3 separate regions of the Mus musculus genome follow, and regions 1 and 2 are each linked to region 3. A link is a contact called in public promoter capture Hi-C data. All regions are on one chromosome and are shown on one strand. Each heading gives the region's core, a stretch centred on a gene start, on an enhancer-like site or on the middle of the called end of the contact. The rest is flanking DNA. Distances are from core to core; before and after follow the strand shown. Region 1 holds the start of Tmco3 (transmembrane and coiled-coil domains 3). Region 2 holds the start of Upf3a (UPF3 regulator of nonsense transcripts homolog A (yeast)). Region 3 holds the start of Lig4 (ligase IV, DNA, ATP-dependent).

Evidence for each region. Promoter capture Hi-C pulls out the DNA fragments that hold promoters and counts their contacts.
Region 1: a promoter capture Hi-C map of pre-B cells shows a contact between it and region 3, with 2.8 times the contacts expected there. The contact joins the promoter of Tmco3 here to the promoter of Lig4 in region 3. A contact is called at or near these places in 2 of 39 promoter capture datasets (liver and pre-B cells) and 1 of 484 Hi-C or Micro-C datasets (CD4 T cells).
Region 2: a promoter capture Hi-C map of pre-B cells shows a contact between it and region 3. The contact joins the promoter of Upf3a here to the promoter of Lig4 in region 3. A contact is called at or near these places in 1 of 39 promoter capture datasets (pre-B cells) and 1 of 484 Hi-C or Micro-C datasets (CD4 T cells).

The regions. Positions count from the first base shown.
Region 1 is chr8:13,285,861-13,289,687 of GRCm38.p6, forward strand. Tmco3 (transmembrane and coiled-coil domains 3) reads left to right here and starts at 2,153. Exons shown (of 13, transcript NM_172282.2): 1 at 2,153-2,527. It overlaps Dcun1d2 (DCN1, defective in cullin neddylation 1, domain containing 2 (S. cerevisiae)), which reads right to left and starts at 2,266. Exons shown (of 7, transcript NM_001024504.2): 1 at 1,944-2,266. The coding sequence starts at 1,946.
Region 2 is chr8:13,784,296-13,787,856 of GRCm38.p6, forward strand. It overlaps Upf3a (UPF3 regulator of nonsense transcripts homolog A (yeast)), which reads left to right and starts at 1,320. Exons shown (of 9, transcript NM_025924.2): 1 at 1,320-1,589; 2 at 1,852-1,958; 3 at 3,070-3,176. The coding sequence starts at 1,389. It overlaps Gm46032 (a long non-coding RNA gene), which reads right to left and starts at 761. Exons shown (of 2, transcript XR_001778519.2): 1 at 1-761.
Region 3 is chr8:9,973,823-9,977,723 of GRCm38.p6, forward strand. Lig4 (ligase IV, DNA, ATP-dependent) reads right to left here and starts at 2,489. Exons shown (of 2, transcript NM_176953.4): 1 at 2,209-2,489. Abhd13 (abhydrolase domain containing 13) reads left to right here and starts at 3,895. Exons shown (of 2, transcript NM_001081119.1): 1 at 3,895-3,901.

The DNA of each region.
Region 1 (3,827 bases), core at 903-3,402, 3.3 Mb after region 3:
CGTATGTAATTTGTGTGTATGTGTCCCAACGTGTGTGTGTGTGGAGATCAGAAAACAACTGTATTGTCGGTCCTCTTTACCCACCATTTGGATTGTACTTGACGGTAGCTACCTTTACCTGTAAAGCCATCCCACTGGCCCCAAAATGAAAAAATCCTCAACTAACACTGGACAGTCCAGTTGACCTCAAGAATTGGTATAGGCTTGCCTGGCCTGGAACTTGCTATATAGACCAGGATGACCTTGAATCTAGATTACTGCCTGACCCTGACTTCCAAGTGCTGGGAGTAAAAGTATGTGTCAGGAATGGAACTCAGATCCTCTGGAAAACAAGCAATTGGTGCTGAGCCAACAATTCAGGCTGGAGTGGCAGATTTTACTTTACGCTTTTGGTCAATTAAATTGCAATAAAATATTACACTTAGAAAAAAGACCATCAAGAAGAGACTAGCAGAACTCCTTCAGGGACAACCTTTTAGGGGGACATTCTCTGCCTAACAGTTCCAATGACTTATCTGCATCAATTTCAGATGTTTCAAAACTAAATTTACAGTAGACTGCTGCTAGAAGTGCCCGTAGCCACTGATTTATGTTTTCATAGTCTCCCACAGAGCTCAACACAGTTCCTCACATACAACAGCAGCTGTTTAGAATTGTTTCAGCAGGTGACAATCAGTAAAGAGATACAGGACAAGTGGACCTTCCAAACAACAGAAGCTGGTACGAAAAGTTTCATACACTTTATGTTATCTTGTGAAGAATAACACACAACCTAGGCACAAGAGTGCTCCCATATAAGATTTTAGAAAGCATCTGTAAAATGTCCTTCCACAGACACTTAGCAAAATACCTCCTCTTATGGTCAATTTCAAAGGGCTCATAGGACAAACATTTGCTCAAACAGATTTGCGGCCCACTACAGATTGACTGTGCTTTGCCATGTGCAAGCCTGGAAATGAGGGCATCAAGTCCAAGTGTTCCCAAATCTTGAGCCTCCCAACATTTCCTTCCCCAGTGACGTTCCTGTCCAAGAGCGCAGGTGAGTGGCTTGGCCGCTGAAGTCTGCTAGCAGCTGGTCAGAGGAGTCTTTCTGCAGCTCTTCTCCATTATTTCTTGATTTCTAGGTTCAAACCTTTTAGTTTTCCAGCCTCGTCCTTCTCGGTATTGGTTCCATCCCCTCTTCCCTCCCCAGGGTTCGGTCCTCAGTTCCCCTGTTTCCTCTACGCAAACCAAGCCAAGCCGACATCTCTCCCAGGACAGAGACAAAACTTGTCTTCCTCGGCTCCCATTCGCTTGCATCCTCTCGGAGCAAGGCTACCCCGAGACCCAAGGAATGGGACTGTCAGGCGTCCTCCCGCGGTCCAGGCCTTTGCACGGCTCTACTAGGCAAACCCTCCTCTACCTCCAGGGCGTCCAGTCGGTCCCTCCCCGCCTCCAGGATTCCCAGCCTGATCTCAGGAAGAGAGCGGGCGAGTAGGGGATATCCTCGCCGCGGCGAGAGCTGAGCGGATCGCAAACCATGCTAACCCCGCGGAGCCTTGCGCACCACCTTCCGGGGATCGCGTCCTTCCACCTCTTCCACAAACCTCCCCGGGCTGACGGCTTCAAAGCTCTGCCAGCTCCGCCCCAATCGGCGTCACTGTCCACTCAGAAGCGGGACGGCTCCGCCCAGCAGGCAGGTTGTCACCCGTCGCACAGCCCCGTCCCGCCCTCCGGTCCGGTCAGCACCCAGCTGACCCGGCGCCGCTGCCCTCCCCGGAGATCCAACTGGGCTCCTCACACCCCTCTTCACACCATGCTACTCCAAGTCAACCGCGCCCTCCCTCAACACCACGACGGGCACGCCCGGCCTCTCGGTTCGGTTATCCTAATGCCGCCACAGAGAGGTGACCTCCGCGCCCGGCTCTGGCCCGCACCTGCAGAGCGCAAAGCTAGCCACCTACCATGCTCCCCAAGGCTGCCGAAGCGACTTCAATTTTCTGCGCAAGCGCACGCCGCTCTTCCTCTGCGCAGGCGATTGCCGCGGCGGCTAGCAGCAGGCGCTCTGCGCAGGCGCAGTGTTCGAACGCTCCCTTCAGGTGACTGGGGGGGCTCGCTCCGTCTTCGGCTCTCCGCGTGCAGCGTGGACAGGCGCCCCTCAGCTCCGAGGCACAGCGTTTGGGTCACATCGTAACCTCTCTCGGAGGCTGTTGCTGTTCTGAGGCTCTTAGGCTTACGCACTCTCTGGAAGCTGGCTGGCCGGCCGGCTCCCGGGACTCCAGTTCCCGGCGTGCATCGCGCCGCGCGAAGGACGACGGAGCTGTCCATCGGCAGCCTGCTTAAAGGAGCCGCACCTACTTTCCAGCTGCGCGTCAGAAGCGCCTGAAGTAAGAAGAGGGCGGTGCCGTCCTCGGTGTCCTGGTCCCGAGGCCAGGAAAGAGATGAGGGCAATTCTTTGGCGGCCCTGAGGTTCGCTGCGTCGGGGAACTCTCGATCGGGGACAGTGATGCTGAGGTCGCATGTCCAGAGAGCGGCCTCCTCCATCGGGGTAAGCTCTGCAGCTGCGGGACTTCTGTCCTGAGATGCGCTCCACCGGGGTCCTCATCCGGGTTGCTCAATCCTGGCGACTCCTACCCGGGGCTCCTTCTTGGTTTGTCTCTTCCAAAGGGGATCCTTCCTAGGAGACTGCCTTTGTCTACTTTCCAGGGGGTGGAGGGTCTTTTCCTAGAAGTTCTTTCGGGGTATGGGGGAAGACAACCGTTTCCAAGACTTCACCTAAACTCGGAGGTTCAGCTCCCCGAGCCTCCCGTTTTTTTGTTCTTCCCTGTAATTTTTTGTAGTCTCTCTGTCCCGCCCCGTGAGGCTGCCCGCAGACAGCCTCTTCTTAAAGATAAACCTGGAAAGACGCCCCAAGATTGTCTCTTTCAATAAGGGATGTGGGTGCCCTGCAACACTTGACTTAAGCTTATACAGCCAGGGAGGTTGGCAGAGTCAACAATCAAACCAAGATGGTTTACACATTAATTTCTTAATTTAGGTGGTAAAACCAATCAAGTAAGTTGAAAGTGACAGGGAAGGTCACTCTGGCCCAGTGGGTTTAACCTCTCGTTTATTTATTGTCAGCATCCATCTCATCTTCCTGGGGTGCAATGTAGATTTGCTTACTTACCAGAGAAGTGTTTGCTACTGATGAAAGGGCCTCTTTCTTCATAGATCTTTTTCTCCTCCTTGGCTTCCCTAACTAAAAAAAGAACAAGCAGCTGGCTAGTGAGTAGGCTCTGTGTCTCCTCTCTTTGTGGATTTAAGTTGGCACCTCCTGAACAAATAAAGTAGCTATTTGAACAGCCCTTTGGGCACCACCAAGAAGCCATGGTTCATTGGTTCTAAGTCATATAGGCTGTTTGCTCTGCCTCTGTTTGACTTATCTTCCTTTGGTGCATGGCATCTTATTCCTCTTCTGTATTATATTCTCTATTTCTTTTTCCAAAGTAGTTTCAAGGATTGGCCGGCTACTGAAGTGCTTCATCTTTGGCAGCTACCTGTTATGTTCATGTGGGTACAGGTGCTCTTTTAAAATGTACTTTAGAGTTAAAATAGGCTTTGCTGATGGAAGAAGACACATTTAATCCCAGCACATGGGAGGCAGAGACTCAGATCTCTGCGAGTTTGAGGCCAGCTTAGTCTACATAGCTAATTCCAGGACAGCTAGGGCTGCATAGTAAGACTGCCTCAAAAATAGATAGGTAGGTAGATAGATAGATAGATAGATAGATAGATAGATAAATGAATGGATACATAGATAGATACATAGATAGAAAGATGAATGGATAGATAGATAGGCTTTAATT
Region 2 (3,561 bases), core at 70-2,569, 3.8 Mb after region 3:
GTGGGAGGAAGAGATTTAGTTCCTCTTCTAGCTCTCTGGTCACATCCCTCAGTGAGGGAAATCAGAGAAGAAATTCAAGTAGGAGTTTGGAGGCAAGAACTAGCAGGGCCACAGAGAATGCTTATTGGCTTTATTACAAGCAAGGTCCAACTGCTGTGGGACCCTTTCACGTCCATTAGTCAAGAAACTGTTCCACAGGCCAATCTGATGAAAATAATGCCTCAACTCTTTCCTCTTCACAACCAAGTGACTATTTTGAGTCAAGCTGACATAAACTAACCAGCAGTTTGCCAGACAGGTGAAAGGGTGTTGGGTCAGGCACACAGGAGGACAGTCAATGGCTTTATCTTTAAGGGGGCAAAAGCCAGCCCGAGATAATTTTGGCTCCAAGCTTGTAATGTTCCAACTTTCTTCCATTGTGAAGTTACTATCCATCGACCTTGTACTATCTTAACAACTGGGTATGGGTTGGTTTTTCCTGACAACTCGTCGTCCACATTTTTATCAGCCTCTCACACGTGTGTTTTCTTCCTAATAAAGGTTAAGAGGCTATCAGAACTTCTGGTCAGTGTAACTGGTTATTCCAAACTGAGCTGGTTCAAGTGATGGGCTCAGTCCTAGCTTTCTTTGCAACACGAAATACTGGAAAACCGCTCTTGCCCAGGCTTTTATAGAACTCTCGATGTTTGAGGCCTGTTTGACGCAGACCTAAACGGTTTTGAGTCTTTGGCTTATTTAAAACGTCACATTTCAGGAGTGCCACGATCGATTTCTGAAAATCTCTCATTCTCCTTTACCATTAACGTAGGGAGAATGGTGCTATACATCATTGAGCACATGGGAAAACTGTATTGTTCGTATATCTGCTACAAATAAAATAAAAATAAAAAGCCAGACGCCTTTAATCCCAGGAGGCAGAGGATCTCTGAGCTCCAGGAGAGCCAGGTCTACAGAGTGAGTTCCAGGACAATCAAGGCTACACAAAGCCCTGTCTCAACAGAGAAAACGTGTAGGAGGGAGGCGGAGGGCAGAGTGGGGCGAGGAGAGCGACGGGTTTACTTTCGGTACTGTCCCAGTGACTCCGGGTGGACCGGGGGCTCCCAGTCCCCACCGCAGGTCAGCAGCGCACGGGACGTCCGGAGTGAGCATCTGCTCTCCGCGTGGCTGGCAGCACCGATCTCCTTCACCGTCGCCGCCGTTCTAGGACGTCCGCTGTCTTTTAAAAACTGCCGCGCTGCCCCCTACAGGCGCGGGCCAGCATTGGCACCGCCCCTTCCCTGTCAGGGCCGGGGAGGGGACACTGAACACCGAATTCCAAGGGAGGGGCTGCCTAGTCCTCGCGAGGCTTCGTTCTCGCGGAGGTGGCGGCGGCCGGCCGGCCGGTGGGGATGCGCTCGGAAGAGGGGGCCGGAGGCTTAGGCGCAGCCCTGGCTGCGCGGGGCCCGAGCTGGAGGGAGAAACTATCGAGCTCAGAGACCCACTGCCGCCGCGAGTCACCGCGGAAGGAGTCGGCGGCGCCTCCGGCCCCGACCCTAAGTGAGAGCGGGGCCGGCAAGCCTCGCGAGGAGAAGAGGACAGCCCTGAGCAAGGTGGGGGCGGGGCCCGCAAGTCTCGCGAGAGGACGGCTTCTAAGCCCCCCGGTGGGCGGGGCTTGGGGAGGGCGGGGCGGGTTGTTCATCTCAGGGGCGGAGCCTAGTCTCCGAAGTGATGCGGGCTGTTGCGAGCAGTCTGGACTAGGATTAGCGAGTCGGGGTGGAGCTGGGGAGCCGCGGTCCCCCGAGCTCCGGGGAACCTCAGGCTGAGTGGGCGTGGCGGGCGGCAGCACCTGAGTGAACGCAATGGTCATCCCAGGTGGTCCTCCGGCGTCTGCCCCCGGGCCTCACCAAAGAGCAGCTGGAAGAGCAACTGCGCCCCCTGCCGGCGCACGATTACTTCGAGGTGGTGGCTGCGGACCTCAGGTGAGGGCTGCTGCGGGACACCCACTGGTGAAGGATGGAGGACCCCGCGGGCGCTCGCAGTTGCAGTCCCCTCCCAGCTGTCAGTGCACGCCCACGTTAGGAGCGGGCAAGTCACCTCGTCAGCCCGTTACCATGCCTTCCTCGGCGTAGCTTTTAATAAACTGTATGATGAGCAAAACCGGACTGCATCCCTTACACACGTTGAGTCTGGAGTGTTTTCCCTAGTGAGGGACCAGTAACTGAGCCCTGAGAAGTGGAATCTCTCATTGCTTGCACCACCACCCAGCCAGAAGGTTCCCTGCCTGTGGGGATGCGAGCAACGCAGGGCTGACCTAAGCAGCAGATGTCAGTGCCACAGGAATTCGTGGGTTTTCCACGATACTTATTTTTATATCCTTTTATGGTATTCTTTCTCATTTGTGTCATATACGCTTTCCTTTGGGATACCAATTTTGTTTTGTTATTTTTTTTAAAGTCTATTCTAATAAAAATATGAATAATTAAATGGGTATCCTTTGAAAAACCACAGGTGGTTTTCAGGTGGCTGAAGTTTAGAAAAATGGCTAAAAGAACAGTGTGCAATTACTCGGTGTGCAATTCCGGTCCCAGCTTGTAACTTGCACCCTCTGTACGAACAACAGATTTCTCTAAACTTCTGTATTCTTTGTGAAATGGAATGGAATCGTTCCTACCTGTGAAAAGAGTTGTGTGTGAGACGGGGAGAATGATTTAGTTTTTCCTTGGTACGTGGTCTGACACCCATTCAAAATACAGCATGTCATCCATGAAGGAGCCTAGACAAGTCTCGTTCTTGTTCAGATGTACCAGAAATGGCTCTAAAAGTACCCATGGCATGGTGACTTCTGGAGTCTAGTATTTTACCCTTGGCTCTGTACAGAAGAGGCGGTCCTGGATAATTAAGGCTTCAGTTAATGGTTGCTTTATCTTCGGGGTGTTTTGTTTTGTTTTGTTTTTTTGCTAAGGAATATCCAAATTGTTAAAATTTACTGAGACGTGATTCTCGGGCATGAAAAAGTATTTGCTTATTCATAGGAGATAAGGCAGAATCAAGGGCCGTCCGTTTTACTAACCACTGTTGCCTCGGTTTCAGCCTTTATCCTCATGTCTACTCCAGAGCATACATTAATTTTAGGAACCCTGATGACATCCTGCTGTTCAGAGACCGTTTTGACGGCTATATCTTCATTGGCAATAAAGGTCAGTGAGTTTCAGTTAACTTCTCACAGCTAAAATAAGGTCATAAACTCTTACTGTCACGTCATGTGCTGACGGAGCTTATAAACTAAAGCATCCCAGACCTTCCATGAGATAAGAACGGGAGGGATCGTGACCTTGCTGGGGAGTAAGTTCTCACAGGCTCCTTTTCCCAATAAATGAACCTTGTGTTCCAAAACTAAGTTATCTTACGATGTTTGATGAAAGTTTTCTGGGCTATATCATACACTTATATTTAGGCCAGGGATCCAGAGCACTGGCCATGATTGCCATTTCTTGAAAGCGTGGTGGAGGGGCGTATGGTCATGAATATCAGGCATGGAGCCTGTGGCGCAGTCTCCCCTTCAGGGACTCTGCTCCTGAACTT
Region 3 (3,901 bases), core at 1,239-3,738:
GAAAAGTAACTTTAAGTGGCAGTGGCAATTTATAAACATTTAAAACAAAGTGCTTATAGAGGTGACTTAGATCATAATAACTCTTAAGTTTACTTAATAACAGGTCAATGCAATAAGTGGATACACAGGTAGCTGCTTTCCTTCTGGTCCTGACCAACACTTCCTCTCAAGTCTCAGCTTCATTTCCTATGCCTATCAACTTATCTTAAATGTTAACATTCAATGGTATTCTAGCTACTGACTATTTAGCACCGAATACAAAAGTATTATTTTTAGTAATGGAAGTCAAATCAGTTGTGGCAAATTTTATTTCTAAGGTTTAAAAGTAAAGTCTGTTTATGTTTCTTGTTTCTTGGGTAATTATACAGCACCTAAGACAAACTAATTGCCATCAACGATTCTAAGAAATCACTTGCTCACTGAACTGGAGTCCTATTTCTTGGGCATTCTGAAATCTGAACCACAGTTGACAAAGACAAACAACAGCTATCCTTCTCTTCCAGCCAAAAGGCTTATGTCTCCATTTACCTCATCCCTTCATTGACAGCTGGGGCAAACCCCTCTGCCATTCAAACCTCAACTGGAAATCAGACCCCAAAACAGCATCATTTTTACCTATTTTTACCATATATATACAAATATTAATTAATTAATTTATTTTTGGTTTTTCAAGACAGGGTTTCTCTGTGTAGCCCTGGCTGTCCTGGAACTCACTCTGTAGACCAGGCTGGCCTCGAACTCAGAAATCTGCCTGCCTCTGCCTCCCAAGTGCTGGGATTAAAGGCACGTGCCACCACTGCCCTAATTTATAATTTTTGTTCATATTTTTCTGCCTGCTATTTCCCAAATATTCAGTGACTACACATGAGCCAGGCAGTATGATAGGGTTGCTTCTGCTTTATGACGACAGCATATACACTGTAAAGAACAAAAGGCACAAAGAGATCAAACTATGCTAACACAGTGCTTTACCAAATATCAAAATCCCAACCCTAGTAATCACTGCCTTTTCGCCAAAGGTTTTGGAAATCAAGGAAATGAATGAACAGGATTTAGAATGTTCCCTAACATATATTAACACAAGTGTGAAGTTTTGCAAAGTTTTAAATATCCCTACATGTTCTACAGGAATGCATGTCAGTTACTTTAATGCAACTTAAACTATATAATAGTCAAACAAGTATTCTAAAAATAATTTCAAGTAAAATGCATGTTCCAGGAAAAACAACTAATGCTTTATTATGTGACTTCAGACAACAGTATCTGGCCAGGCAGTGGAGATTATGAAATTCCTCATACTCTACTTCCCTACTCCACAAAGAAAAGTCTCACATCAAGTGGCAATTTGTGCTCCCAGTGATGAATATCATATAGCTCAAATTTGTTTGTGGAACTAATTATTAAATGCTTTATGGAAAAAGGAGGAGGGGATCAGGGCTGGGCTGGTTAAATAGACATCAAACATAGTTCAGCCTGCTCTGGAAACTATTCACAGCATTAGTAGCTTATAGAGGACAAAACAAACATCACTTCTAAGTCGTATTTTTCACAGAGGAAACACAACTAAATCAGCAGGTCAGATCAAGATAAGCCACCTGGGACTGTATCTTCTGACATCTGTAACTACAATTTTGGTTAACTGCTTCCCTTGTTGAAGCTGGTTTGCATAACTGACTGCACCAGCCACCTGGGTCCTTCAAGTGGGTACATGGTGGTGCATAATACTACAGTTATAATTTCTGTACAACGCATGTAAGATGACGTGTATTAAATACTTTCTGAATGTCCCAATACAAGTGCACTTCTATAGGTATATCTGGAGAATACATATAGTCTCGAACTTTTTCTCAACGAGCTGGAGCAAACGATTCAAGTTGCGTTTATAATAATAGTGTATTGTAGGCAATGGTGTGAATACACGAGCATCTTAAAACAACTATCAACACAGAAAACCAAGAATTCAAATTGCTATCAAACACACACATTTTGTTCAACACCAACTACAGGAGTTAACTATTTGAATTTCTGCTGTTTTATCACTCGGAGGTTTGATATTATGCTTTCCATCCCCAATAAAACAATTAAGTTCGTTGGCAGGCTTCAGGTGCTGAAGTTCAAATGCACTCAAACATTTTAACTCGTGGTAAAGTCGATGACCACAGGCTTTGGAAGGTGCCTCCATACCTGTTGCATTAGTGCTTTGCTTACCTAAGCAGCCCGTGAACCCCAACCCTGCCGAATGAAGGAGCTGGGGGAGCGCGCAGGTCCCAGGTAGCTAGGTGGCAGGGGGCAGGGCAGCGTGCGGATACAACTAAGCATCAGGACACGATTTCTTCACCCGGTGGCTGCCACCTGAAATCAGTCCCCAGCGAGCCGGCTGCACCGTGGAAGGCGGGTGGTGACGCTGGGACAAAGCACGGGAAGGACGCAGCCTCCCTAGGACCAAGAACCTCCCTGCCTCCTCCAACCCGCCACACCACTTGCTTAGCAGAGGTTGCCCCGCCCCACTCCGACCGGAAGCTGCCGCCACAAGAAGCCGGCCGGGCGTTTCCGCCAGCTGCTTGCCGCGCAGGCGCAGTGGGAACAGGCGAGCCTGCCGGCTTTTAAAGGCACAGGCGAGGCAGGGGCGGGCCGGCGCGGCGGCTCAGAGCGCCTGCGCAGCGCGCCTCCACTGTCTCTGCCTGTAGCAAAGGATGTTCGGTCCCTCGCCGCTGGATGTCATCGTTGAGCCGAATTTGAGGAACTTGGAGCCTGGGTTGCTGCCCTGACAGGACTGGCTTCTGAAGACTTCCAGGACAGAAGAGAATCCTCCCACCTAAAAAGTCTAGGGCTCCAGAAAAAGACTTTTGCAAAATTAATTCAGGTTCTGTGTTCTTGGTAGCCTTTTCACTGTGCAGAAATAATACATAATAATAAAAATAATTATGTATTACATAGTAATAAATAATTCATGGCGCAGAAACATACTTACATGGACTAAAGGCTTTTCAATGGTGCTCGGTGATTTGGAATAAAGCTAGCTGATAGTGTTATTGAACACCTTACTGTCACTCAATAACTATACTAGATACTCAAAATAGAAGTATAAACGTACGCTCCACGTCTCAGAAACTCTTACTTTCCACTGGCATTGGTGGCTATGACCTGCCCTACTCCACCAATAAGAGTTCAGAAATTATAGGCAAAGTGTGGGGAACACTTTCTTTGAAGGTGAAACTTTGCAGTCCTGGTGAGACACTAGAGTGTCAATTGCTTTCAGGGGTTGTCTAATGTGTTTACGCTGCATTTCACAAGGCCGACAGTCCAGGGCTAGTTTAAAGTGGGGCCAGATCCTACGGCTCCGTGTGGCCAGTTATTTTCTCTGTAGTTTCCCTTAGTCTCACGATAGTTTCCCTGTGGTGTTGCAAAGCCACACGTTACTGTACAGGAGCATCAGCGGTGCTCGTACAGCTTGTACAACTCTTACACATCCGTGTCTTATTCAACTGCTCCTGCGCTCCGACGTCAGGCACAGGTCGGGCTCTGCTTTACTGATACGAAAGAACCACAAATTATGAGCCGAGAAAAGCTATTAGTTAATTCAAAGCTCTTGCTCTAATGTGCTTTTTAGCTGCATGGTTAATGGAGAACCAAATTTGTTTTATCCTCAGAGTGGGGGGAAAAAAAAGTAAAAAGGAAGGGCATAACTACCTGAAAGTTAGGCATGGTGGAAGAGAAAGTTTAGTGCAGATAAGTGAAAGAGCATAGCCAAGAGCAGGCACATTTGGGAGAGGAGGGGAGAAGAGGAGAGAAGAGAAACTCCTTGTTCTCCGAAATGTGTTCAGGCAGCAGTTGACTGGAAACGCCGAGATGTATCTTGCCCCTACGGGCTACCGTAGCATGAAGGCGGAGCCCAGTGTCC